Linked DNA regions of Mus musculus: all the other regions are linked to region 1. Evidence: chromatin contacts called from public Hi-C and promoter capture Hi-C data. All regions are on one chromosome and are shown on one strand. The core of a region is the stretch at or near the end of the contact, and the rest is flanking DNA. Distances in the headings are between cores, read along the strand shown.

Evidence for each region. Promoter capture Hi-C pulls out the DNA fragments that hold promoters and counts their contacts. A called contact is a pair of places that touch in the nucleus more often than the background predicts.
Region 2: a promoter capture Hi-C map of neutrophils shows a contact between it and region 1, with 3 times the contacts expected there. The contact joins the enhancer-like site here to the promoter of Vps13d in region 1. A contact is called at or near these places in 3 of 39 promoter capture datasets (the HPC-7 cell line, cranial neural crest and neutrophils), 2 of 115 datasets of contacts at active chromatin or transcription factors (embryonic stem cells and pancreatic cancer cells) and 2 of 9 other capture datasets (adipose tissue and liver).
Region 3: a contact with region 1 is called in a promoter capture Hi-C map of liver. The contact joins the enhancer-like site here to the promoter of Vps13d in region 1. A contact is called at or near these places in 3 of 39 promoter capture datasets (liver, maxillary cranial neural crest and pre-B cells) and 3 of 9 other capture datasets (adipose tissue, embryonic stem cells and liver).
Region 4: a contact with region 1 is called in a Hi-C map of CD4 T cells, with 1.6 times the contacts expected there. The contact joins the enhancer-like site here to the promoter of Vps13d in region 1. A contact is called at or near these places in 1 of 39 promoter capture datasets (the C10 cell line), 2 of 484 Hi-C or Micro-C datasets (CD4 T cells and Th1 cells), 2 of 115 datasets of contacts at active chromatin or transcription factors (bone marrow-derived macrophages and embryonic stem cells) and 3 of 9 other capture datasets (adipose tissue, embryonic stem cells and liver).

The regions. Positions count from the first base shown.
Region 1 is chr4:145,190,957-145,197,420 of GRCm38.p6, forward strand. Vps13d (vacuolar protein sorting 13D) reads right to left here and starts at 4,049. Exons shown (of 70, transcript NM_001276465.1): 1 at 3,963-4,049.
Region 2 is chr4:144,982,904-144,989,367 of GRCm38.p6, forward strand. It overlaps Vps13d (vacuolar protein sorting 13D), which reads right to left. Exons shown (of 70, transcript NM_001276465.1): 68 at 415-546. Among named protein-coding and RNA genes, the nearest start is that of Gm36317, 23 kb to the left of the region's middle. Within about 2 kb of position 3,693, at least 29 of the 459 cell types and tissues checked have an H3K27ac peak or open chromatin away from gene starts, as enhancers often do. A contact at or near this core is called in neutrophils, where this site is marked.
Region 3 is chr4:145,014,507-145,020,970 of GRCm38.p6, forward strand. Vps13d (vacuolar protein sorting 13D) reads right to left here. Exons shown (of 70, transcript NM_001276465.1): 66 at 5,631-5,763; 67 at 2,229-2,424. Among named protein-coding and RNA genes, the nearest start is that of Gm36317, 54 kb to the left of the region's middle. Within about 2 kb of position 2,350, at least 53 of the 459 cell types and tissues checked have an H3K27ac peak or open chromatin away from gene starts, as enhancers often do. A contact at or near this core is called in adipose tissue and liver, where this site is marked.
Region 4 is chr4:145,357,470-145,363,933 of GRCm38.p6, forward strand. No RefSeq gene overlaps it. Among named protein-coding and RNA genes, the nearest start is that of Tnfrsf8, 46 kb to the left of the region's middle. Within about 2 kb of position 3,837, at least 55 of the 459 cell types and tissues checked have an H3K27ac peak or open chromatin away from gene starts, as enhancers often do. A contact at or near this core is called in Th1 cells, where this site is marked.

The DNA of each region.
Region 1 (6,464 bases), core at 2,799-5,298:
GGAAACTCTGAAAATCACCTGCAATTTGAAGCTAAGCCTTCTAGTCAGCTGTTCTCTGACATCCTTCCTTTGGGGTAGACTTGGGACCAGACTGGCCTCATCAGAGCTTTTCACAGGGGCAACCTGGCAACATTTGAAGAAGTTTTTTTTTTCTTTTCTATGTATATGTGTGTGCACTGTACGCATGCAGGAGCCTGCGGGGGCCAGAGGAGGGCATAAGGTGCCTGGAACTTGAGTTATAGAAGGTTATGAGCCTCCATGTGGGTGCTGAGAACCAAACTCAATTCCTCTGCAAGACTAGTGTTCTTAACCACTGCCATCTCTCCAGCTCTGTGAAGACGTTTTTGGTTAATTGTTACTTCGGATGCTGCTTGGCTATCTTGTGAGGAGGGTCTGTAGAAGCTGATAAGCATCTTACAATATTCACGACAACCCCAATCAGCAAAGACTAATCCAAGCAGAAAATATTCAAGAGGCTATGTGAATGAAATTCACACTCTACAACTCTAATTAGGGTGTCCTAATTAAAATTAGCAAATTTATTCATTAGGCTCATTCATAAAAATCACCTAAATGGAAGAGAAAGGCAATGCTTTATCACTGACCTTTTTTTTTTTTTCTTTTAGACCAGAGTCTAATATATCCAAGGCTGGTCTTGAACTTACCACATAGCTGAGGACATATCCTTGAACTTCTAACTCTCCTGTTCACCTTCTTAGGAGGTGCTGGGATTACAAATCTGCACCATCACATATGGTGTATGTGGTGCTGGGAACTGAACCTAGGGCTTCAAGCACACTAGGCAAGCACCCTGCTCACTTAGGTACATCTCCAGCCTTATCACTAATCTTCACCAGTCCCATTGATGCTGACCTAATGACTATTTTAGGTCAGCAAAGGCAAACACCACAAGTGCTCTGGTTACCGGTTCAGCCTTTAGATTCAGTACTAAATCACGATTGCTTGTTACAATTAGTATAACGTTGTGTTTGCAGTATTATAAAAATATAGATTATTTTATTAAACACACACTTAATAAACACTCTAAAGCTTATCAGAATATTGATTGGCAATTAAAGTCAGCTTTCCTTTCTTTCATCTGCTGTTAGTATGTAAAGGATACTTTAGCTAATATCTTTAAAAGTGTTCCACTGGGGAGCTAAAGTCATGGCTCAATGGTTAAGAGCACTGGCTGCTCTTCTAGAGACCCAGGTTCAATCAATTTCCAGCAACCACCTGGTAGTTCACAACCATCTGTAGCTCCAGTTTCACAGAATTTGATGCCCTCTTTGTACTCCATAGACACCAGGCACACATGCGGTCCACAGGCATTCATACAGGCAAAACACTCATAATATAAAATAAATTTTAAGAAAAGTTTTGCCTAAAGTTGCATAGATATTTTTACTCTTACAGTTAGGTTGAGGGGCATCCAAATAGCTCAGAGGAAAAAGGCACCTGCTACCAACCTGAGAGCTTGATTTCCATCCCTAGGGCCCACATGCAGGAGAGAAGTGGCTTCAGAAAACTGTCCTCTAACCTCCACTTGCATGCTGTGGTATGGGCACACCGCCCCCAGACCCGAATGCATATATACACACAAAAATAAACATATTTTCTAAGTGAGCATGAGAAAGATTAAGAAAAAAAAAGTTTAAGTGAGAGGCAAGAATGGCGATGCAGGCCTTTATCTCAGTACTGGCAGGCAGAAGCAGGTGGATCTGTGAGTTTAAGGGCAGCCTGGTCTACACAGCAGTTCCAGAACAGCCAGGGGCTATATACCCTGTCTCAAAACAAAAGTTTAGCTGGGTTCTCAGATCACTGGTCTAATGGACTCCAGTAAGGACTCTAAGCTGTAAATCTTGCTCCTAGGCCATCAAGTTGGTCACCAGCCACCACACCAGCCATTCCAGATTTCCTGTGGCATGTGTCCCACTTGGAACCAGACTATTTTCAGGATCATTTCCAAGGACTTTGCCCCATGACTAGTGATTTATCTTACTGCCAGGAGATACACTCACCCCAAGGAAAAAGCTAACAACATAAGACAGACCCAAAACAAAAGCTCCCCTAAAAGTTGACCCAGCCTCAAAGGAAGGCAGATATTTACTTGTCTATGCAAGACATAATTATAATCAGGGACAGTTAAAAAAAAATCAATTAACTCTTCAGGGTGATGATCTACACCTTTAATTCCAGCACAAGGGAAGAAGAGGTAGGCAATCTCTGAATGGAAGGACGATCATCTCATTTACATAGGGGTTCCAGGCCAGCCAGAGCTACAAATTGAGACCCTGTCTCAATAACAATATTAATTTTGCAGAAAATGCACTTTATTGTCTTATTTCTTTCAAAAGAATTGGGGGGGGTAGGTTATGCTCCAGATATAAAGCCAAGAATCTGGGGAGGGGGACTCCTCGGCATTTGCTTTCAAGGTCACAAAAACAATTTTTAAAAATTTTTAATCAAAAATGCTTCACAGTGTAAATAAACGTTTCTCTATTGTCATTTCAACAAGGTAAATCTATTAAAAACACAATGTGAAGCTGACTACCTTGTTTTATTATGTGAGCCTCAAACAGTCCTGGGCACCAAGCCAAGGCTAAAGTAATCTTTATTTTTGTTATTGCCATTAATTTCAGCCCTAAAAGCCAACTCTCCCTAAAATGCCAACTCCAGATGTTTTCCCAGTAAAGAGAAACTACTGTCGGGCTAGCATGGTGTCTCAGAGGTGAAGGAAATCGCTACCAAGACTGAGTTTAAACCCCAGAACCCATATGGTTAAAAAGAGACTACAGACTCCCACAGGTGGTCTTCTGACAGCTGCCCTCCTCCAGCCCCCAATACACATAAAATAAGTGTAAAATAAATTTACTTTTCCAGGAAACTATTGTCGTTTTGTACCCATGCTCTGCCCCTTCCATACTTATTCTCGATGTAGAAGAACACAAAGTACACATTTAAAAGTACACATGAGCTGTTAGCGCCCTACAGATGTTCTTCTGCTCCGTGTGAGGCCCAAGCCAGAAAGCATCCATTAGCTCTACTAAGCATCTAGAGCAGGCTTGAGGCCACTTCAAGGATTCCCTTAAGGAATCTGGTTTCAGGGAGGTCCGCCAGGCTGGCCAGAATCCCAGAGTATTTATATGCTCATCAGGACTTCTAGGCAGCTGCCCGGTAATAACCCCCACCTGGCTTCCCCTATCTGGTGTGGCAGGTGACACTGAGGGATCTGGGTTCAACCCACAGCCTGGGCAGACAGCCGGACATGACCTTGAGCCAGGCCCCACCCGAGAAGAGGCCAGACCGGGGAATAGGAAGCACTGGCATTTGGACCTGGAGAATCCCTGTGCCAGGCAGCTAGGGCTGAGTGCTGAGGGATTCCAGGAGCTCTGCCACAAGGGGACAACTCCAAGTGTGTGTCAGGCCGGGGGCTCCGCAGGAACGCGAAGCTTCCCTGGCCTTTCCATATCTCCGGTCTGCTGTCAGAACCCCAAGCCTGGCAGCAACAGGGGACAGAGCCACCAAGCCTAGAGAAGATGGCTCTCTAGGGGTAAGAGAGGCGAAGAGTGTCCCCTACAAGAAGGAAAAGTTGGGAAGAGAGGGACCCTGGGGACAAACCTAATGTCCCCACCCAGAGGTGACCCCAGAGGGGATGGAGGCACTGAGGGAAGGGACGCCGCCCCACTAGGGGTGTGCTGAAGAGACACTCGCACGTTGGAATCAAGCCTCGGGAGACGTGACACCCAAAATCCAGTGGTGTCTCCAGGCTGCAGAGACCGGTGCCCCGAGCCCGGGCCTGAAGTGCCAGCGACTCTCGGGCTCCGGGGTCCCCGCGAGGGCGCCCGGGCTCCGGGAGAGGCCGGCTGCCGCGGACCCCGAGTCGGGCCGTCGGAGCACAGCCAGGTCGATCGCGTGGCCGCTTTCCTTGAGGTCCTCCGCCTTGACCGCCGCCCCCCTACCTGTCGCTGTAGCTGTAGCTACCGCTGTCGCTGTCGCTGCCGCCCAAGCCCGGTTCTGCGAGGTGCTTCCTCTCCGCCACTCCTCAATGGCGGTGACTAGAGCGCTAGACTCGACCAATCGAGTGGCTACGTACCTGGGCCTGGCCAGCAGAGCACCGAGCCGTCGATGGGGCGCCCCCTAGCGTCCGCAGCCGTTCCTGTAAGGGCGGCGGGTGCCTCCCAGTATGCTGGGGGCTTAATGAGCAACAGCTCAATCAGCCCCGTTTTACAAATGGGTAAACTGAGAGCCGGGACAGTGTAGGAATATAAATCATCCTAGTTCAAACATTATCGTGCCTCCAAAACCGCCCTGCTTTCCATCTGCCTTTTTATCCCACCACCAATAATGACCCCTTGACTGCCACTGAAGTCTGTAATTCAAACCATGCCTTTAGCCCTGCTTAAACCACTCCCCCCACTACACTTGTATTAAAATTCATCTCCTGGGCTGTCAAGATAGCTCAGCTGGAACAGGACCTTGCAACCAAGCCAGATGACCAATTCCCAGCACCCATGTGGTGGAAGGAGCGAACTGATTCACCCAAAGTGTCCTCTGACCTACAGGTGTGCCTGCCCACATATACACACAAAATGAATAAATGCAAATTTTAATTAAAAAAATACCTCCTTCTGAGCATTCAGGAAAGTTAATAGTTGGAAGGCAGCTTGGGCTACATAGTGGGTTCATCCATATCCTGTCTCAAACCCCATCCTCTCGCTTTTCCACCCCCAAAATACACACACAATACTTCTTGAAGGCAGGAACCACTATATAAAGCCAGGCATGGTGGCACACACTTGTAAGCATACACACTGAGCCCAGGGCTCAGGAGGTAGAGAGAGAAAGGAAGATGAGGTGTCTAAGGTCATTCTCAAGATACGTAATGAATTGGGGGCCAATCTGGGCTACTTGAGACTGTCTCAAAAATAAAACAAGTAAAAAATAAAAACCCTCTGTACTGTGCCACACTAAAATTTGTCTGGTCTTATTCCCTTTCTATGGCTTTCTCTGGTTCACTTGACTCACAAAATGCTTCAGTTCCTGCCTCCAGTCCTTTGCATCCGTCATTCTCTCTGCTTAGCATGCTGTTCTCCTAGATCAGTGCGGTCCTACAGAAGTATAATGCCAGCCCCAAATAGACTCATTTGTTACTTGCTATATCAAAAGAGATGAGCCAGTCGGGCGTGGTGGCACACGCCTTTAATCCCAGCACTTGGGAGGCAGAGGCAGGTGGATTTCTGAGTTCAAGGCCAGCCTGGTCTACAAAGTGAGTTCCAGGACAGCCAGGGCTATACAGAGAAACCCTGTCTCGAAAACACAAAAAACAAACAAACAAACAAACAAACAAACAAACAAAAAAAAGAGATGAGCCTGGAAGGTATAGCTCAGTAGTAGAGTCCATGTGTGATGCTGGATTAAGTCCCTAGGACCAATGACAATAAGGTGGGGGGAGAGATAAAGGGAAAATTGCTTAGTAATTTAGTCACTCTGATGAACCAAAATACTCTGATCACAACATATAACCAACAGCAAACAAACCTTGTTTGTGCTGATTTCTGAGATCGAGTCTCTGCATATAGCTCGGGTGGGCCTCAAACTCAAGATCATCCTCCTGCCTCAGCCTCCTGATCTGTGCCTGATTTGTGCCATCGCACCCGGCAGAAGGATGGTTAGGAAGATATATTAGTGCTGTTTTACTGAAGGTTTTTGAAATCCAGGAATATTTTATACTGTGTTATCCCTAGGACAAACCAGAGACTTTGAGTACTGGGTGAGCAATTGGAAGTGACTAGCTGCACTCTGAATGGCCACGGGGCGGAGCTAACTGCTCCTTTCTCTGCACTTCCCACTTCATAGGACATTTACCCCATCCCCCATGAAATTCTCTCATCCATTATTCTGTTGTGCTTTTCTCTTTACAAACTTGTTTTTTACTTTTAATCCTATATAATCACACACACATGCATGCAAATGATCTTCATATTGCATTCATTCATATTCTTGATGTTTGTTTGGCTGTCTAGGCTGGCCTGAAGCACCCTATGGAGCTAAAACTGGTCTGGAACTCCTGGCCCTTCTGACTCCGCCTCTGAAGGGCTGGAATTGCCATGTGAACCATTAGGACCATCTCTTCACAGGGCTTAACGATATTTGAAATGATCTGTGTGTTTGTCTATTCCTGCATTATCTTTCCTAACCCTGACTCTAAAGCAGATGTTTTGTCTTGATGCCAGTGTTTCCCCAGCAAACATTGTCTGAGCTCCAGGTGATGGCACACACTTGCAAACCCAGCACTTGAGAGATGGAGACAGGGGAGGTAGGAGGTCAAGACCCTCCTCAGTTATATAGCCAGTTTGAGAGCAGCCTTGGACTACATGAGACTCTTCCAGGAGGGAAGGGAGGAAAAGGGAAAGGAGGGAAGAAAAGGGGAGGAGATTGGGGGGTGGGGAGGAATTCCCAAG
Region 2 (6,464 bases), core at 2,443-4,942, 210 kb before region 1:
TCGATGCCAGCCTGGTCTACAAAGTGAGTTCCAGGACAGCCAGAGCTATATAGAGAAACCCTGTCTCAAAAAACAAAACAAAACAAAACAAAACAAAACAAAACAAAACAAAACAAAATATATATAAGGGACAAAAGTCCCTTAAGACTGAGACTATCTCATGCCCCGGCCTCTCTGAACTGACTACAGAGACTGATACCGCAGAGACAACACAGGGAGGTCTGCTTTGGAGCAGGCTGAGAGCCATTCCCTCTGGTACTGGTCATTTACAATCTGACATTTAGGACAAGTCATTCTTTAGTCTCTTCCAAGGGCTGTATCAGCATGAAGCTCCTGGGTCATAAAGAAATTTCTCAAAGACAGACAAGGCAAAACAGTAGACCAATGGGCTGTTTCTTACAGCCCCCCACTTACAACTCGTCCTGGATGTTGTCCGTTAGCTTGAAGAGCTGTTCCTGTCCTTCTGCTTGGCTCTCAGAATATCGAGGAAGCAGCCCCTGGGGACCAGTGCAGCAACGTGGTTTCCGAACCCTCTGGGCTTGGGTCCTAGAAGGGCAAATGGACAAGAAGAGGTTAAAGTGTCATGGTTAAAAGGATTTTCCTTCCTTGTTTGAAAAGGCATTGCTTAATAGACAGAATCCAGCTGCTGCAGGACTGTGTGGTATATGACATGCCCACTGTGGATTCAGACTGGACTTTACGATCTTTTGGCTCTAAATTATTATGACGTTCAATGTGCTAACTTCCTTAGCTCCCCATTTCACTTTTTGTGTGATAGGATGTCATTACCTATCTGTTGGGCTTCTGCTGGAGAGCATAGATTACCGATCACCATGGCTCTTTAGGATGATTATCACAAGCTTCCCGTGGCCCACACCATTTGGCTAAGGGTCTCTTTGGGTCAGCCCTCTGGGGACATGCCGTGGGTTCAGGAAGAACACAGCAGGGGCCTAGGCTATAGTGTGAACCTACCATGTTACCAGGTTCCTATGGAGTGAGCTCAGTCTCCCTGGTAAAGAGTAAGGAATGCAGCAGCCACGGGAAGGAGCTAGTCCCAGGCCACAGCAGCAGCTCTAACTCATGCCCTTGGCTGTTGGTTGCCTAAAGGAATCTGCTTTGCTATGGCTTTCAGGGTCGGCTGCTGTTGTCTTTTTCCACAAACCATAGACAGGATAATTGATAAATACTTTTTGGTGTTTTCCTAGAAACAGGAGTCCATATTTGTCTTGGAAAGACAGCACATACTTCAGATGACTGATAAGCCTGTACTGGGTCTGTCCTTAGCTGTGCACTTGCTGTACTTTCTATTATTTGTTCCTGGAACCCACTGAAGCAAAACATCCCTCTCTAGACATACCTCAACGAGGGGAGCAGGCAGCCGCACTGAATCAGCACTTTAGAACCGGTGCTAGTGGAGACAGACCGACCGGGAAGAGGTACTCTGTAGGGCAAGTCTGGGTAGGATCCTGGAAGCAGAAGCCTGGAACTTGCCACAGGCTATCTGCAGAGCTAAGATCATTGCAAGTGTTTCTGGACACAGGTCAGGCTGAGTTCGCCAGGCTGTGGGTCCAGAAGGTGCCATGGGGGGAGGTATATACATGTGACAGTTCGTAGGAAGCCAGAGAGTGAGTCTCCTACTCCCAGACAATTTTCAAATATTTAGGTATGAGGGTGCTTAAGTCTTGGTTGTGTTTCCAGGAGTTATATAAAGACACAGTGACTTGCATGAGGGACTAGGTAATGGGTTGGCTTCATTTACAGCACATATTTACATACTCCACTATGCTTAGGCTCAATTCCTCCTTCAAGGTTTAGGCTTACTAATGTGCCGACCCCTGAGTTCTCCCTGAAAGCAGGGATGGTGATGTTGGCAGACACTATGGGTCCACTGTAGAGGAACTTTATAACTGCTCAGCTTTGGATGCTAGCAGGTCACCATATACAAGGTGTCCGCAGGAAGGTGCTGGGTGCACTTTTCCAGATAGCGTGTTTTAGTTTCCTGGCCTGGTGAAACAACTGCTGTCATTTCACTGTCTAGACGGATCAATAACATGTCTTCCCCAAGCATTCCCATAGTTCTTTTGCCTAAGAAACTCTGGAAGTGCCACTGGATAGCAAGTAGAAGACCAGACATCCCTTCTAAAGGGAGATGGTGAGGTCACTTTCCTACCTCCTTTCAACACAAGGTTTGATTATCCTTTCACCCCACTTCCCAACTTGCAGATATTTGTGGGCTTTCCTATAACATATACTTCACACTAACTATAATATCCACCTCTCTACACCTGCTAACAAATTTGGGTTTATCTGCTTTGAGTGAGGGTCTTACTATGTCGTAGCTCATGCGGGGCCTGAACTTATATATAGCTCTAGCTGGCCCTGAACTGGCTGGCCTGCCTTAGCCTCCTGCATGCCAATTCCCCCTACATCAGTGAGAATATCACCTCACTCAGACATGTGTGTATTTATTGCCTCCACACAAACAGCACACACCATGAGAAAAAAACATTTGGCTTCAGCAGCGCCTGGCTGCCTGCAGAGAAGCAACAGAATGGTGAATGGTTTGCGAGAGGGGAACAGTGGAGGCCTACACTGGGCTGCAAAGCAAAGACGAGGTTTTATGATGTTTAAGGGGCATCATCTCATTTTCCTAGGGTACTTCTGTCTAGTCCACTAGGGAAACAAAGGAAAGATGTGAAACTTTGTGGACATGTGTCCTGTTCCTTTCAAGACAGTAGCTTTCCTTAGTGCTTAACAGCGGAGTGAGGGGAAAACTGACTGTGAACACTGCATCTCTCTGAAGAAAATGAAGGTAGTCTGGCAAACCAATGAAAGATGGCAGGCTCCTGCTCCTGAGCTTCTAGAAGTCACACCAACTGAAGGCCAACTTAGAATGGAAGAAATGTGCCCTATGTCACCAAAAAGTTTATTCCTTGACAGTAATTCCTTGACTAGGTGGCCTCCTCTAGAGCCCTTTCTCAAACTTTATTTCCACTCCCAATTTATTTATTATTTTCTAGTCCGCAATCTATGACCCCACAGATACATCCAGAATGAGCAGGTAGAGCAGCTCCGTTGTGGGCTCCACATACCCATGAGTTATGCTTACCCTCTCCCTGATTTTCCACAGAGGGCAAACTACTCCCAATTTTTACGGTCCTCTCTTGGTGGTCTACCAAACACCAAGGGATAGGCTGGATTTGGTACCTAGTGCTAGGGCCTACAAGAGCTCACTGTGATGTTCCAAGTTAATGTTCATGTCAATATGACGTAGACAGGAAAACCCCACAGCCTCTAGCTCAGAGAGAGGACGAGCTCTGTAAACGAGGGGTTCCCCACAGACGGGTGATTTGAGTGTATTCTTTAGAAAGGTGAAAGGCAGATTAAAGGTTCTCTTCCTCATTCTTCTACAATGTTGAGTCAGTAACTAAAGCTAGTTTTTCTTCTTTAAAACACAAATAAAATTTCAAGTTCTCATGTCCGGGTTGGTAGGTCATGAGCAGGGAGGGCTTGGGCATGATGTGTAAAGTCACTGTGAGAACAAATCTGAATCCAAGCTTAGTTAACAACAACACAACAACAACAACAACAACAACAAAAAGCCAAACACAAGCAAATGTTTCCAAACCCAGGAGCTCGCAGAAAGGTTATGAGGTAATCTTCACTGGGGAAAAGGAACTACTGTGTGGTAGAACTGTTCTCATAGTCATCTGTATGGCTAGCTGTTAAGTCACTATCTTCAGGCCCAGTGAGCCAGGCATTAGGATGGCTTCCTTTCAGGGCCTGCCACTGTCACTGGCCTCTTTCTTTATTTGAATAAAGAATACACAGTCCCACTGCTGACCAGCTTGGGTCTACTGCATCCAGCTCCCATTCCCCCTCTTCTGGCACAGCCCTGAGTCGGAATCTTGTGTCTATTGCCCATGTTCTTTCTTAGGCTGTCTTCCCACACTTCAAAGTATGCTCTGGCATATAGACAGTGTTGTCTATAATTTCTAATCATGTTGCTAATTGCAGATGCCACTGTCTATTGAGAGGATTCAGCCATTCCCTTAGGCAGCTGGAATTCACTTGTATCTGTTTACTATTACCCCATGGTATGAACATCTGAGTACTGGCCCAAGTCTTGGTATTATAAGTGATGTGGCTATAAACATTCTTGTGCATTTGAATAACAAATAATAATAATATACATTTTGTATTGTTGATGACCTTTGGATTTGGACATACACACACATACATACATGCACACTTTCTGCCAGTATATTAAAGTTTGCTGAAGAGGAGAGTTTTAGCTAGTTTTAAAGAGGTGAAGCCATTTTGTACTTCCCCCATGATGTAGTAGAACGACCTAACTACCTACTGTCTAGGGCAGCACTGTTTAATATGCTGTCGCTGCCACATGGCTACTGAGCATGTGAGATGTGACCAGTGTAACAAAAGAACCAAAATTTAAATTTACTTTCACCTGAGAACCCATCTCAAAACAAACTGACAAAAGAAAGGAAAAGAAAGGAACGTCGGATATGTGTGTGTGTCTGTGTGTGTGGTATACTCCCAGCATTCAGGAACCAGAAGTGGTGGCAAGAGGTGGGGGACAGGGTGTCAGTAACTCAAGGCAAGCCTAAATTAAAAGCAAATTAAAGGCTAGTCTGGATTACATAATATCCTGTCTCAGAGGTAAAAAGAAAACAAAATTAAATTGATTCATACTTAGTTGTATGTTGGAGAACTCTGATCTAGAGTCTATTTGCATTTATTCATTTGTTTATTTATTGTGGAGAGGTGTGTGCATGCCATAGCATATGTGAAGAGGTCAGAGGACATCTCTTGGGTGTCTCTCACTGTGGGTTCTAGAAATCAAGCTCAGGTCAAGTTCAGGCAGCAAACACTGCAAAGTCATCTCACCAACTGGGGTTAGATTCTTCAGCCTGCTGCTGGAGTGGGTATAAAATGGCCTCAGTGTTCGTATTCCATCTCCTTTTGGATGACAGGATAATGGTGTTCTGTAATAGCAATTCTCAACTGTAGCCTAGACTACATCTGGGAATCAACGGAAACCAAGCTGTTGGACACTCCTGGGCGAAATTTTCTTAACCTGACTTTGAATAAGGAAGATCTACCCTCATTCTGGACTATACCTCATAGTGGCAGCCCACATAAAGGGCTAAGGATGGAGGAAGCTTTGTGTTTTGCCTGCTTGTCCCACTCTCTCTGGCAAGTTTATCTATGCTACTGAGACCAATTCTAATGTAGTCAAAAGACAAGCATCTCTCCAGGAATCCTCTAGATTTAGATAGCCGAGCTGTCCAGCATCTTGGATGCAATAACTACCAGATTCTCAGCCTTTGTACTGTGAGACAGCCATTGCTGGACTGCTTGGGTCATAGCCTGGAAGCCAGTCGGCTAGCTCCCCATTATATCTATTTATTCATGCTACCATTCATGCTTCTTTAGAGACCCCTGACTAATATGGTATTCATAGGATGGTAGCTGTGGCTCCCGTCATTGGTGCTGGGGCATGAAGGTCAATACTAAAACTGTTTTGCCACCCCACTCCTAATTGTCATGATGGACAGCTATTTGGGCAATGTCTGGTACAACACTAAACAGGAAGTGGGAAAAACCTCCAATCATACTCCTTGGGTAACAGTGCTTCTTGACCAACACTGAGAACAAGAGTCAGTTCAGTGTGTGCAGTCTCTGCCTCCACAAGCCTTTGTTTAGCCAAAGGTCTGCGGTACACTTAATTGCTGCCAGCTGGGGGTTGTCGGCCATTTTTAAGCCCTCAGCTGCTGCGGTTTATAAATTTCACAGCATATAGGAAGAAGCAGCCCTTCCAGTCAACCAGCTAATCCAAAATGTCAGCACCAAATGAACTTGAGCTTTGAACTCCATGAAAATGTCAGGAGGCTGTGATACACCATGGATGCCTCTTCCCCCAGGGAAGAGGCTACTCACACAGTGGCTGATATACTGCAGATACCCACCCAGGGAGAGCTGTCCAGGAATACTCAGTTCATCTGGTGGGGGCTATGTGACAGATACCGGAGGCCTCCAAACCAAAGATCAGAGCAGTGAAAACAACCTCTGTCATAGTTTTGAAGCCACAGTAAATCCAAACAAGGTGGCGGGCAAGATCTAACCAGTTCCACTTGGTTGATCTTGCCTTTCAGCCTGAGGTCAGCAGTTGGCCAGGCCATGATTTGTTCTTTGCTTGTATGGTGAGTAGCTGTGTCACAAGTCTGTTAGTTGGAGACAGATGGCTGTGTATGTCCATACCCCAGCAGGGTGTAAGCTGATAGCTGGTTGTGAAGTCTGTCATTGTCAATGTCTATCAAGCAAGTGAGACCCACACACTATCAGTAAATGAGTAGATGGTATGCAGACTATGATAACCAAGCACAGTAATTTATTCAACAGAGGGCTAGCATCTTACTGAGGGTTGTACGTGCTGACCTCTG
Region 3 (6,464 bases), core at 1,100-3,599, 180 kb before region 1:
CTGGGCCTAGAAAAATATGCAGAGGGAGCCAGGTGAAAGGCTACTGTTTGCCCTTTGGAAGACCCCGTTCCACCTTTTCAATACAGTAGAGGGTACCAAGATTGATCTACTGGCCTGTGGGCACAGCTGCTGTGACGTTCATAGTCACTGGCCCTGAAAAAGCTGCGAGGACAGATTCAAGCGGATAACTCCCCCTCTGAATGGCCCATGCCCATGGGCCCTTCACTTAGTTCTGTGGCTTGTTTCTAAGCAGAGAGATTGTCAAGCAGGGGCTGTGCTGGGGTCATGCTGTAAGCTGCCTGAGTCTGGCTTTACTATCTCTAACCAGCTGTGTGGCCTTGGACCAACCACAAGGCTTTCTGAACAGTCTGTAAGTAAAGCTTAAAGATGTGTGAGACTGGCCAGGTGGAAGCCTCTAGACAGTGCTTGGAACGCTGTGAGAAGCTTATTCTACTTGGTCTGTTCTGCCAGGTTCCCTTTCAGCAATTCTTCCCTTTGCCTGTTCAATCCTTACTTGTACTTTTGTGCTCCTCGAAAGAACTGAAAACATCCTGCAGGCTTGCAAACCAACACTGTGCAAAGGTCAAAACATTTCTCTTCAGTCAATATCATTAACCTCTTTGTAGCACAGAAATCATCTTTTAAAGATTCAATGTTTAAACATGTGTCTATGTGGGGAGAAGGTGTCTGTGCATGTGTGAGTGTGAGTCCTTATGGAGGTAAGGGCACACGTTAACTGGAGTGAAGGTGGGTGTAAGCCATACTACATGGGTGCTGGGAACTGAAATCAGGTTCTCTGCAAGAGCACTGCATGGCGTACACACTGAGCCACTTTTCTAGAACCTTACAAAAAATTTCCTTTTGAGCAAACATACTAATCCCTTGATGTTTTGGTGTTTTAACAAAGAATAATTCTTTGAGAATGTTTGGGTTCTTCAGTTGTATTTACACTGCATGCTGGAAGAGACCTCTTGAGCTTTGAGCAGAAATAAAGAACTAGCTGGAAATACTTTGGAGGTTTCTCTACTGCCTGACCATCTTCACTGCTCCACACATACCTCAAAATAGACATCAGGGTTGTTTTAGCTTTATATCTGAGAATAGAATGTAGCTTAACTTGTGTGCAGCCTCCACCTTACCACCACCACTGCCCCACACACCCCAAGCAGCTATTTCCAGACGGAAGACATTTTGGCACCTGGTCTATAATCACAAGCACTTCCACTGCAGCAACACGTCACTGATGAAGTTCCCCGATGGCAGACAATGGCACTCATTTTAATTGGGGTTGACATGTCTTTGAATCTTACTGAAGAAGCAACAGGTATAGGCATAGCCAACCAGCTTCTAAACAGGTACAATGCTTTATCTGGGGATCATCAACTATGTAGGCTGCAGTGAACTTCCTTGGGCTTAGTGGAGCCCCTCTAGGAACAGCAACCCTCCTGTCTCTTTGGAGACAGGAAGCTAAAGCAGACCATTAAACAAACACCTAAGCTAAAGTGGCTGGGTTCTGTGGACATAGGCCATCTCCAATTTTTAGTTCTAGTTGGTATCAAGACAAGTCAATATCTCATAGCAGAATGACCAGCTTCCTTGTGGAAGTGGGGTTGGCTCCTTTTCCAAAGGCTGGAGGACTGGCTGGCATTTTTGACTAGAGGGAAACCTAAGAAGGAACAACCCATGTGGTTAACTGCAACTTCATATACTAGAATTACACGGGGTCTAGGAGCAAAGACCACCAACCAGCCTTCAGTAGGCTGATGGCCTAAGGGGTACAATTAGCTCGGGGAACTTATAATGATACAATGGTAATACTGATCTCTTTGATGAAAGAACCAGACATTGCATTTTCTTATCAATTTTCAACATAGTATCTTATCGACTTAAAGAAAAACCTGTGCCACTTTTTGTGTAGGTGGGTGGAGTGAGAACAGGATTCATGTAGCCCAGGATAGCCTTGAACTTAAACTGAACCTTAAGCTCTTGGTTCTTCTACCTGTATTTCCCCAGTGCTGGAATTACAAGCATATACTATCCCTTCTTCATGCCACGGTGTGCCTCCTTTTTATATATTTTTATTGCACAAGTCAAGATATTTCTGCTACATGTTTAAGTTAAACAACATAACTAAGTCATACAGACTATTACCAAACACATCTATGTGGACTACAGAATCCTCAGACCTGAGCTCAAAAGTAGAGATCAACTCTCACCATGACACTGACCTGGGACCACTGAGTGTGGCTGTGTCTCTCACTGCCTGAGCTGTTTCTGATGCAAAATCCAGGGCACCTGCCACTGGCTTGGTCACAGTGCCAACGAGTCCCTTGCCAAGGCCAGATATGAATCCACTGACTCCTCCTTCTGTTTTTACACCTTCCACTGTTGATGTTATAACACTGGTCAATCCACCAATGATACCTAGTGAGAAAAACAAAGAAACAAAACCAAACAAGGTCACTGTCACCTGGCCAAGGTCAAAGCCAACAGTATCTCAAACCAAATTTCTAGTTTCTGCATCTGGAATGATAAAGGCAGTTTGTTGATCTCTAAACAGGCCACAAGTCAAGAGACCCAAGGGACTTGTCTAGAAAGTCCAGAATCAGAGGACACTGTAATAGTCTGTGAGTTAGAAGGAACACATGTCTAGGATAATTTTAAAAAAAGAAAATCAAAACCAAAACAAAACCCCTGGGCTATATTAAGAGTGTCGTAGGTAGAGGGCCTGCCTAGTGCACAAAGCCCTGGTTCAGTCCCCATTGCTACATAAAACCAGAAACAGTAGCATACACTTGTAATCCTAGTACTAGGGAGGTGGAGAACAGAAACCAGAAATTCAAGGCCATCTTGAATTCAGCTACATAAATTCAAAGACAGCCTGGAATAAGTGAGACCCTGCCTCAAACTGAAAAAAAAAATTACAGAAAAGTCATCAGTTCATTAGTCAATGTTTTTAATGAAAGCAAAGGTGAGAAGCTAATGGTGGTCCTTTTTTTTTTTTATTCTATTCCAAGTCTTAAGCAGCATACAGGCAATAAAGAGAGGATGCAGAGAAGGGGATAAAGCAACAGGAGACTAGGAAACAGGGTCCTTGGGAAAGGTTTAAGTGCCTCTGAAATGTAAAGTTGAGAACCACCACATGTTTGACATGGTTTGTGTAATACTGCATGCTTTGCTGAAACCATTAGGGTAAACAATGAAGAATTCATTAAGGCACCCCAAATAGCTGCTAACACCACCCAAGACCCTTGGGGTTGTATCAAGCTTAAAAGACCAATCTAATTGAAAAGGCATTCAAGCATTTATTTTAAAAGCTGACAGCAATGGTTGAAGTAGGCCCAGAAGTGTCCACAAGTTGGCAAAGGCTAGTGAGGTCACAAGCATTGCAGGGAAGAGGCAGGCCCAGTACAGTGACCATTTCTAGGACTCGGGCCAGGGACACTCACAGGATGTTTACCCTCTGACAGTTGGGGTGTGAGGAAGCTCTCTGCACTCTTCAGCTCTAGTGAGACAAATTAGGAAAGGAAACTGGTTGGGTGAGAGTGTCCCTGAAATTCATAGAGTTTCTTTCAGATTCAGGATCTTTTTGCTCCAGTGAGGCAACATTCCTATCCTAACTCAGAACAGAATTCCGGCTAAACAACTAGGACTTAGGAGGTGGTCTTCAACAGATCAAATAGGACTCCAGTTTTTTATTCATTTATTTTATGAGTATGTGAGCATGCATACGCGCGCACACACACACACACACACACACACACACACGTACTCACACTGACACCTGCTCACACAAGCACACTTACAAGCCAAAGTCCACATGAGAAAGTCAGGAGACAATTTATAGGAGTCAGTTCTTCCCTTCCATTATGTGGGTCCTGGCTATTGAATGCAGTTTGTCAAGCTTAGCAGCAACCATGTTTGTTCACTGAGCCATCTGATCTTCTCCAGGACTCCAGTTCCAAATTAAGGAGACTAGATAGACTCTGGTCTTATTATAATGTGATTCTTTTCCTCCTAAAGGAGACTCTCCTTTCACACTGCCCAGAGCTCAGTGCCCTCTTGGATGAGGCGGGTACTGGTTCTGGGCTCAGATTGGCCTAAGTGGCTCCTGGAGGGGTTGTGGATAGCATAAGGACAATCTTTGATTGGAGGTGATTTGGCAACTGTGAACAATCACCCAGCTTCTTAGTACATAGCTGTGTTCATCCAAAAAGTGAGGCCAGCCACCTCTCTCTGAAGAGAGGATAGCAATTAGACACAGCAAAAATCTTCACATTAATTAAAACTGTGCTCTACTTGCTACTGTATTACATTACAGCTAATAAAGACAATTTAATCTTTACTCCAGAAGGATTATTCCAAATCTTTACTTTAAAATTTTATAAACAGATTAATTTAGCCCAGTTTTACACCCTGCCTGATACTTGGTCATCCACTTTACAACTGATAGGGCTCAGAAAAGCCTTCCACTGTAAACACTGTACCCTAAGCTTAGAACTAGTCATACATCATTATAAAACAGTGACCTCCCTTCTTCCAAATATAGACAGTTGTGACTGATAGACTAGGGGACTGTCATCGTATCAATGATTCCTAGGGTCTGGTCAAAGCTGCTAGCCATCACTGAATATACTATGGGCCAGTGGGCTCTAGATGGCCCCTCTGCTTTTCTGACACTCAGGCCATTTGACAGTGAGTCACACATCACTGGCCATATGACCAGTGCCACAGGTGCTTGCAGAAGTATGAGCGGAAGTACCTAGGTCAGGAATGGGGGCAGCACTTCCTTCTGTGTGGCTGGGGGACACTGGTAGAAAAATTGACTGGGCCTGTATTTCCAAAGGCTTTCGATGCCACATTTAGAATTTGCTAAGAAAACCACAGTAATAGGAAATGGGTGACAGTTGAAACAAACTCAGAGAAAACACATGTCTGCCTGCCACTTCCTTCTTTGCAATTACATGTTTTGTAATTCTGCATCTATCTTATAGACGCAGAAACACCACAACCATATGCCAGGAGCCACTTTTATATCTCAGTTTCTTTGGAAGGAACAAGTGGCAAGCATCAGGCAGTCATGTGCATGGGTCAACACATGCAGACATCTGAGGTCAACCTCTGATGTCATTCTTCAGGAGTCATCTACCTCTTGTTGTTGTTGTTGCTGCTGCTGCTGTTAGAGTGTCTTTCACTTGGCTGTCTGAATGGCAAGCCCCAGGGATCCACATCTGGCTTTTGATGTGGTGCTGGGATTAAACTCGGGCCTTGTGCTTGCCTTGCCAGTGCTTTACCAACTTGGCCATTTTCTGAGCCCTCTAAAGATAGTTTTAAAGCAACAGGTCCAGATTCTAAGAGGAGATTGATGGATTGTATCTGATGCCCTTAGCCATGGAAGCTAGAGAACTGGAAGGAAGTGCAGTGCGCTCAGCATCCCGAAAAGGGACAAGGACTTCAGGGAAGGAGTGAAAAGAAAGGCTATCAGACTCACCAAGACACCTCACCAGTATCTGCTGCTGGCAGCTTTCATCCCCCTCCTACCCCTTGCACTGAGATGTGTATATAAAGGTACTTATGAGAGGCCATGGCAAGAGGGGCATTCTTCCTTAACCTAATTGCAAGTGCCTTACCATGAGCCAATCCATGAATGCCAGCCACAAGGTGCTCTCCACTGGTGGCAGCATGGTATCTGATGTACTCTCGCTCTGACTGGTGCCGATTGTCCATCGTCTTCCCCAGGCCATCTGATAGTGTCCCTGCAAACTAGAACAAAATAAAACACAAAGAGGAGTTTTAAAGCTTCAACATTTTTGCTATTAAATAAATACCTTCCCTTGGTCTTAGCTAAGAGTAAGTAAATTGTGATTACACAGAAAGGTTAACTTCTGAGTTACATACTATCTGCCCCAGCAGCCTGTCTCTTAAAACCCTGGGTAGCAGACACAGGGAAACAAGAGGCACTAGAAGAACCCTCTCAAAGCATTACACATCTGTTGTACAATTTAGGCTGAACAACCCAAATCCAAAAAAACCTTTACATGCAAGATATTCTAACATCTGAATCTTTTTGGGTACTGACACAGCACCACAGTGGAAAATTCCATGCCCTGCCCCATGTGGAGGATTGCAAATCAGATGCTGGTGCGCCAGACTGTGTGTGAGGTGTGTATGAATCCCAGTATGAACCTGGGTGAATTTCACATCTAAACTTACATCTCCTCCCTCAGAAAATCTCATAGGTAAATAGTCCTGAGGTTGGGAAATCCAAAAATCGTAACTAGGTCTAGGCTGAAGTATTCCATGTAAGAGCTACCTTATCTGCACCCCTGAAACCTTTTTAAATGTTAAAGGTGTGGAGGTTAGAGAGATGGCTTGACAGATTAAAACACTTGCCAAGCAAGCACAGGAACCCGAGTTCAAATCCCCACCACCCATGGAAAAAGTCGGTCACTGCTGTACAGGTG
Region 4 (6,464 bases), core at 2,587-5,086, 170 kb after region 1:
TAATTTTGGTCTTTACAGTCTAAGGGAGAAAACAGTACAAGGTAGACAGATGGGTCCAGATATAACCAGACCATGAGGGGGGGGGATATGGAAGGAGAGAAGGGAGGATAGATAGGCTGGCCAATCGTGGAACCCAGAGCCAAGAAAGCACCTAGCCAACAATGTCTTCATTGATATGTTAATAGGTACCCTAGTTGGTCATTTGTCCTGAGTTTCTTTGAGACCTAACAAGGTCCAGGCCAGTATGCATGCTGTGAGGATATCAGGCTATGATACTATTATAGGTAGCAAACTCAATATAGATTAAAACAAATTTCTTTTGAATAATTATGGTTTCTCAATTACATAAGAAAATTGTCTTCATCACTTTTTGCAGATGATATGATAGTATATATAAGTGACCCTAAAAATTCCACCAGAGAACTCCTAAAACTGATAAACAGCTTCGGTGAAGTAGCAGGATATAAAATTAACTCAATCAAGTCAATGGCCTTTCTCTACACAAAGAATAAACAGGCTGAGAAAGAAATTAGGGAAACAACACCCTTCTCAATAGTCACAAATAATATAAAATATCTTGGCGTGACTCTAACTAAGGAAGTGAAAGATCTGTATGATAAGAACTTCAAGTCTCTGAAGAAAGAAATTAAAGAAGATCTCAGAAGATGGAAAGATCTCCCATGCTCATGGATTGGCAGGATCAACATTGTAAAAATGGCTATCTTGCCAAAAGCAATCTAAAGATTCAATGCAATCCCCATCAAAATTCCAACTCAATTCTTCAACGAATTAGAAAGAGCAATCTGCAAATTCATCTGGAATAACAAAAAACCTAGGATAGCAAAAACTCTTCTCAAGGATAAAAGAACCTCTGGTGGAATCACCATGCCTGACCTAAAGCTTTACTGCAGAGCAATTGTGATAAAAATTGCATGGTACTGGTATAGTGATAGACAAGTAGACCGATGGAATAGAATTGAAGACCCAGAAATGAACCCACACACCTATGGCCACTTGATCTTCGACAAGGGAGCTAAAACCATCCAGTGGAAGAAAGACAGCATTTTCAACAAATGGTGCTGGCACAACTGGTTGTTATCATGTAGAAGAATGCGAATCGATCCATTCCTATCTCCTTGTACTAAGGTCAAATCTAAGTGAATCAAGGAACTTCACATAAAACCAGAGACACTGAAACTTATAGAGGAGAAAGTGGGGAAAAGCCTCGAAGATATGGACATAGGGGGAAAATTCCTGAATAGAACAGCAATGACATGTGCTGTAAGATCGAGAATCGACAAATGGGACCTCATGAAACTGCAAAGCTTCTGCAAGGCAAAAGATACTGTCAATAAGACAAAAAGGCCACCAACAGATTGGGAAAGGATCTTTACCTATCCTAAATCAGATAGGGGACTAATATCCAATATATATAAAGAACTGAAGAGGGTGGACTCCAGAAATTCAAATAACCCCATTAAAAAATGGGGCTCAGAATTGAACAAAGAATTCTCACCCGAGGAATACCGAATGGCAGAGAAGCACCTGAAAAAATGTTCAACATCCTTAATTATCAGGGAAATGCAAATCAAAACAACCCTGAGATTCCACCTCACACCAGTCAGAATGGCTACGATCAAAAATTCAGGTGACAGCAGATGCTGGTGAGGATGTGGAGAAAGGGGAACACTCCTCCATTGTTGGTGGGATTGCAAGCTTGTACAACCACTCTGGAAATCAGTCTGGAGGTTCCTTAGAAAATAGTACTTACTACCAGTGGATCCAGCAATACCTCTTCTGGGCATATATCCAGAAGATGTCCCAACCGGTATGAAGGACACATGCTCCACTATGTTCATAGCAGCCTTATTTATAATAGCCAGAAGCTGGAAAGAACCCAGATGCCCCTCAACAGAGGAATGGATACAGAAAATGTGGTACATTTACACAATGGAGTACTACTCAGCTATTAAAAAGAATGAATTTATGAAATTCCTAGGCAAATGGATGGACCTGGAGGGCATCATCCTGAGTGAGGTAATCCAATCACAAAGGAACTCACACAATATGTACTCACTGATAAGTGGATACTAGCCCAAAACTTAGGATACCCAAGATATAAGATACAATTTGCCAAATGCATGAAACTCTAGAAGAATGAAGACCAAAGTGTGGACACTGTGCCCCTTCTTAGAATTGGGAACAAAACACCCATGGAAGGAGTTACAGAGACAAAGTTTGGAGCTGAGACAAAAGGATGGACCATCTAGAGACTGCCTTATCTAGGGATCTACCCCATAATCAGCTTCCAAATGCTGACACCACTGCATATACTAGCAAGATTTTGCTGAAAGGACCCAGATATAGCTGTCTCTTGTGAGACTAGGCAGGGGCCTGGCAAACACATAAGTGGATGCTCACAGTCAGCTATTGGATGGATCACAGGGCCCCCAATGGAGGAGCTAGAGAAAGTATCCAAGGAGCTAAAGAGATCTGCAACCCTGTAGGTGCAACAACATTATGAACTAACCAGTACCCTGGAGCTCTTGACTCTAGCTACATATGTATCAAAAGATGGCCTAGTCAGCCATCACTGGAAAGAGAGGCCCATGGGACACACAAACTTTATATGCCCCAGTACAGGGGAACGCCAGGGCCAAAAAAATGAGAATGGGTGGGTAGGGAAGTGGGAGGGAGGGTATGGGGGACTTTTGGGATAGCATTGGAAATGTCATTGAGGAAAATACGTAATAAGTAAAAAAAATTAAAAATTAAAATAAAAGTTTGTAAAAAAAAAAAAAGAAAAAAGAAAATTGTCTTCTGTGTTCAAGAAAGTGCTCTGCCCTTGTATATTCATGGTTTGTTGAGCTTTGCAATGTGAACTTCTTGCAGGTGTGGGAGTGCTTAGACCCTGCACTCAGGGCTTTTTTTCAGGGACCTCTTGTTGGAGAAGTCCAACAGTCTGCATTCTGGGGGGTCACACTGTTTTCTTTCAGTCTTCCTTGCTCCTCTTCAGTGTTGCTGGGAAAAGGACTCTGTCTGTGTGTTAACCGTGTGACTGACAGTCACATCTCATAGAATGAACTAAAATCTCAGAGAAAAAGAGGCATTTTCTATGATATCCCTGCTTTCCTTCATGTTTATCCTCTTGCCAGGTATTAGCATCTGTCATCTTTGTTTCATGAGAAGTTTTCAGGTTCTTTCTGACCAATGTTTTCCCATATTCAGGTCTCCCTCTGCTCCGTCTAATCTGCTCACCTGTAAATCAAAAGGCCAAGGAGACTGTAAGAAAGGAACCATGTGTGTTAGAGGGATTGAGCAAGGGGTGGGTTGGGGCTTAACTGTCAGTAGAAAGAGGACATGAATTTGGTTTTGTCAGATTCTATTTCATTAATGACTCTGGAAAATCTCACTGAGAATAATATTAAATGTGGTGATGTAGATTTCCCATTATAGGCAGTGCATTCAGCAGTGAGTTGATCTCAATATTTGATTAGTTTTGAGTCTCTGAAATTATTGTTGCCCATTGAAAAGTGTCAGAGACTATCCCGTGAGAAAGCGAGCCCTTCACAATCTCCCTGACAGACCAAATGGCCTCACGCTAGGAGCTGGTTATCACTCCCTCCTCCCTATTCCCTTCCTGGCACCTGAGGCTGTAAAAGCTGAATTATACTCCCTTCTTCCCTATCTCTTCCTGACTCTCTTGACTTCCAAGGACACGAGTTACAGAGTTACGCCTGAGCCCCGCCTGACACCCAAGGCTGTTAAGGAGGATCTATGTTCCGGAGATAAGACGCAGAGTACCCGCCTGGCGCCTGACTTCCGCCCTCATGTCAGCAGATGCCCGCTTTGTTCTTTGTAAAATTCCCCCTCGACTCCTCCCTATTCCCCCGTGATGTATGCTTTAAAACAAGACACCTCAACATAATAAACAAAGACCTTGACAACTTTGCTTTGTCTTCAGCTTTTCTTCCCCTTCCTCCCATTTTCTTCCAGGTTTGCAGTCCCCCTCACACCCATGAATAACTGAATCCCACCCGACGGGTTAGAAAAGTTTCTCTCTCTCTCTTTCTTTCTTTCTTTCTTTCTTTCTTTCTTTCTTTCTTTCTTTCTTTCTTTCTTTCTTTCTTTCTTTCTCTTTCTTTCTTTCTTTCTTTCTTTCTTTCTTTCTTTCTTTCTTTCTTTCTTTCTTTCTTTCTCTTTCTTTCTTTCTTTCTCTTTCTTTCTTTCTTTCTTTCTCTTTCTTTCTTTCTTTCTCTTTCTTTCTTTCTTTCTCTTTCTTTCTTTCTTTCTTTCTTTCTTTCTTTCTTTCTTTCTTTCTTTCTCTCTCTCCTTCTCTCTCTCCTTCTCTCTCTCCTCTCTCTCTCCTTCTCTCTCTCCTCTCTCTCCTTCTCTCTCTCCTTCTCTCTCTCCTTCTCCCTCTCTCCCTCTCTCCCTCTCTCCCTCCCTCTCTCTCTCTCTCCCTCTTTCTTTCTTTCTTTCTTTCTTTCTTTCTTTCTTTCTTTCTTTCTTTCTTTCTTTCTTTCTTTCTTTCTTTCTCTCTTTTTTGTTTTGTTTAAAATTATGCTCATATCTGGGCATGGTGGCACATGCCTTTAATCCCAGCACTCGGGAGGCAGAGGCAGGCAGATTTCTGAGTTCAAGGCCAGCCTGGTCTACAAAGTGAGTTCCAGGGCAGCCAGGGCTATACAGAGAAACCCTATCTCGAACCCCCCCCCAAAAATATGCTCATGTAGGCTCACAAACATATTTATTTGCTAAAAAGTGATAGATTTGGCAATTCTGAACTATACATGCTGCTTCAAAATGGAAAGAAAAAAAAATATATCTCCCTTTTAAAATGAACAGAATAAGCTCATCATATTCAAAATAAATATAAATGAAGAAATACAAAAATAAAATCCAATTACTAATATAAAATTTCAATCAATTATTTTTCAATTTTTATTAGATAGTTTCTTCATTTACATTTCAAATGCTATCCCGAAAGTCCCCTATATCCTTCCCCGGCCTTGCTCCCCTACCCACCCACTCCCACTCCTTGGCCCTGGTGTTCCCCTGTACAGAGGCATATAAAATTTGCAAGACCATGGGGCCTCTCTTCCCAATGATGGCCGACTAGGCCATCGTCTGCTTCATATGCAGCTAGAGACCTGAGCTCTGGGGGTACAGATTAGTTCATATTGTTGTTCCACCTATAGGGTTGCAGACCCCTTCAGTTTCTTGGGTACTTTCTCAAGCTCCTCTGTTGGGGGTCGTGTGTTCCATCCAATAGATGACTGTGAGCATCCACTTCTATATTTGCCAGGCACTGGCATAGCCTCACAAGAGACAGATATAACAGGATCCTTTCCACAAAAATCTTTCTGGCATATGCAATAGTGTCTGTATTTGGTGGCTGATTATGGGATGGATCCCGGGTGGGGCAGTCTCTAGATGGTCCATCCTTTCGTCTCAGCTCCAAACTTTGTCTCTGTAACTCCTTCCGTGGGTATTTTGTTCCCTGTTCTAAGGAGGAATGAAGTATCCACGTGTTGGTCTTCCCTCTTCTTGATTTTCTTATGTTTTTCAAATTGTATCTTGGGCATTCTAAGTTTCTGGGGTAATATCCACTTCTCAGTGAAGACATATCAAGGGAGTTCTTTTGTGATTGGGTTACCTCACTAAGGATGATATCCTCTGGATACATCCAGTTGCCTAAGAACTTCATAAATTCATTGTTTTTAATAGCTGAGTACTACTCCATTGTGTAAATGTACCACATTTTCTGTATCCATTCCTCTGTTGAGGGACATCTGGGTTCTTTCCAGCTTCTGGCTATTATAAATAAGGCTGCTATGAACATAGTAGAGCATGTGTCCTTATTACCTGTTGGAACATCTGCTGGGTATATGCCCAGGAAAGGTATTGCTGGATCTTCTGGTAGCACTATGTCCAATTTCCTGAGGAACTGCCAGACTGATTTCCAGAGTGGTTGTAAAAACTTGCAATTCCACCAGCAATGGAGGAGTGTTCCTCTTTCTCCACATCCTCGCCAGCATCTGCTGTCACATGAATTTTTGATCTTAGCCATTCTGACTGGTGTGAGGTGGAATCTCAGGGTTGATTTCATTTGCACTTCCCTGATGATTAAGGATATTGAACATTTTTTCAGGTGCTTCTCAGCCATTCAGTATTCCTCAGTTGAGAATTCTTTGTTTAGCTCTGAACCCCATTTTTAATGGGGTTATTTGAATTTCTGGAGTCCAGCTTTTTGAGCTCTTTGTATATATTGAATATTAGTCCCCAATCAGATTTAGGATTGGTAAAAATCCTTCCCCAATCTCTTGGTGGCCTTTTTGTCTTATTGACAGTGTTTTTGCCTTACAGAAGCTTTGCAATTTAATGAGGTCCCATTTGTTGATTCTTGATCTTATAGCAGAAGCCATTGCTGTTCTGTTTAGGAATTTTCCCCCTGTGCCCAT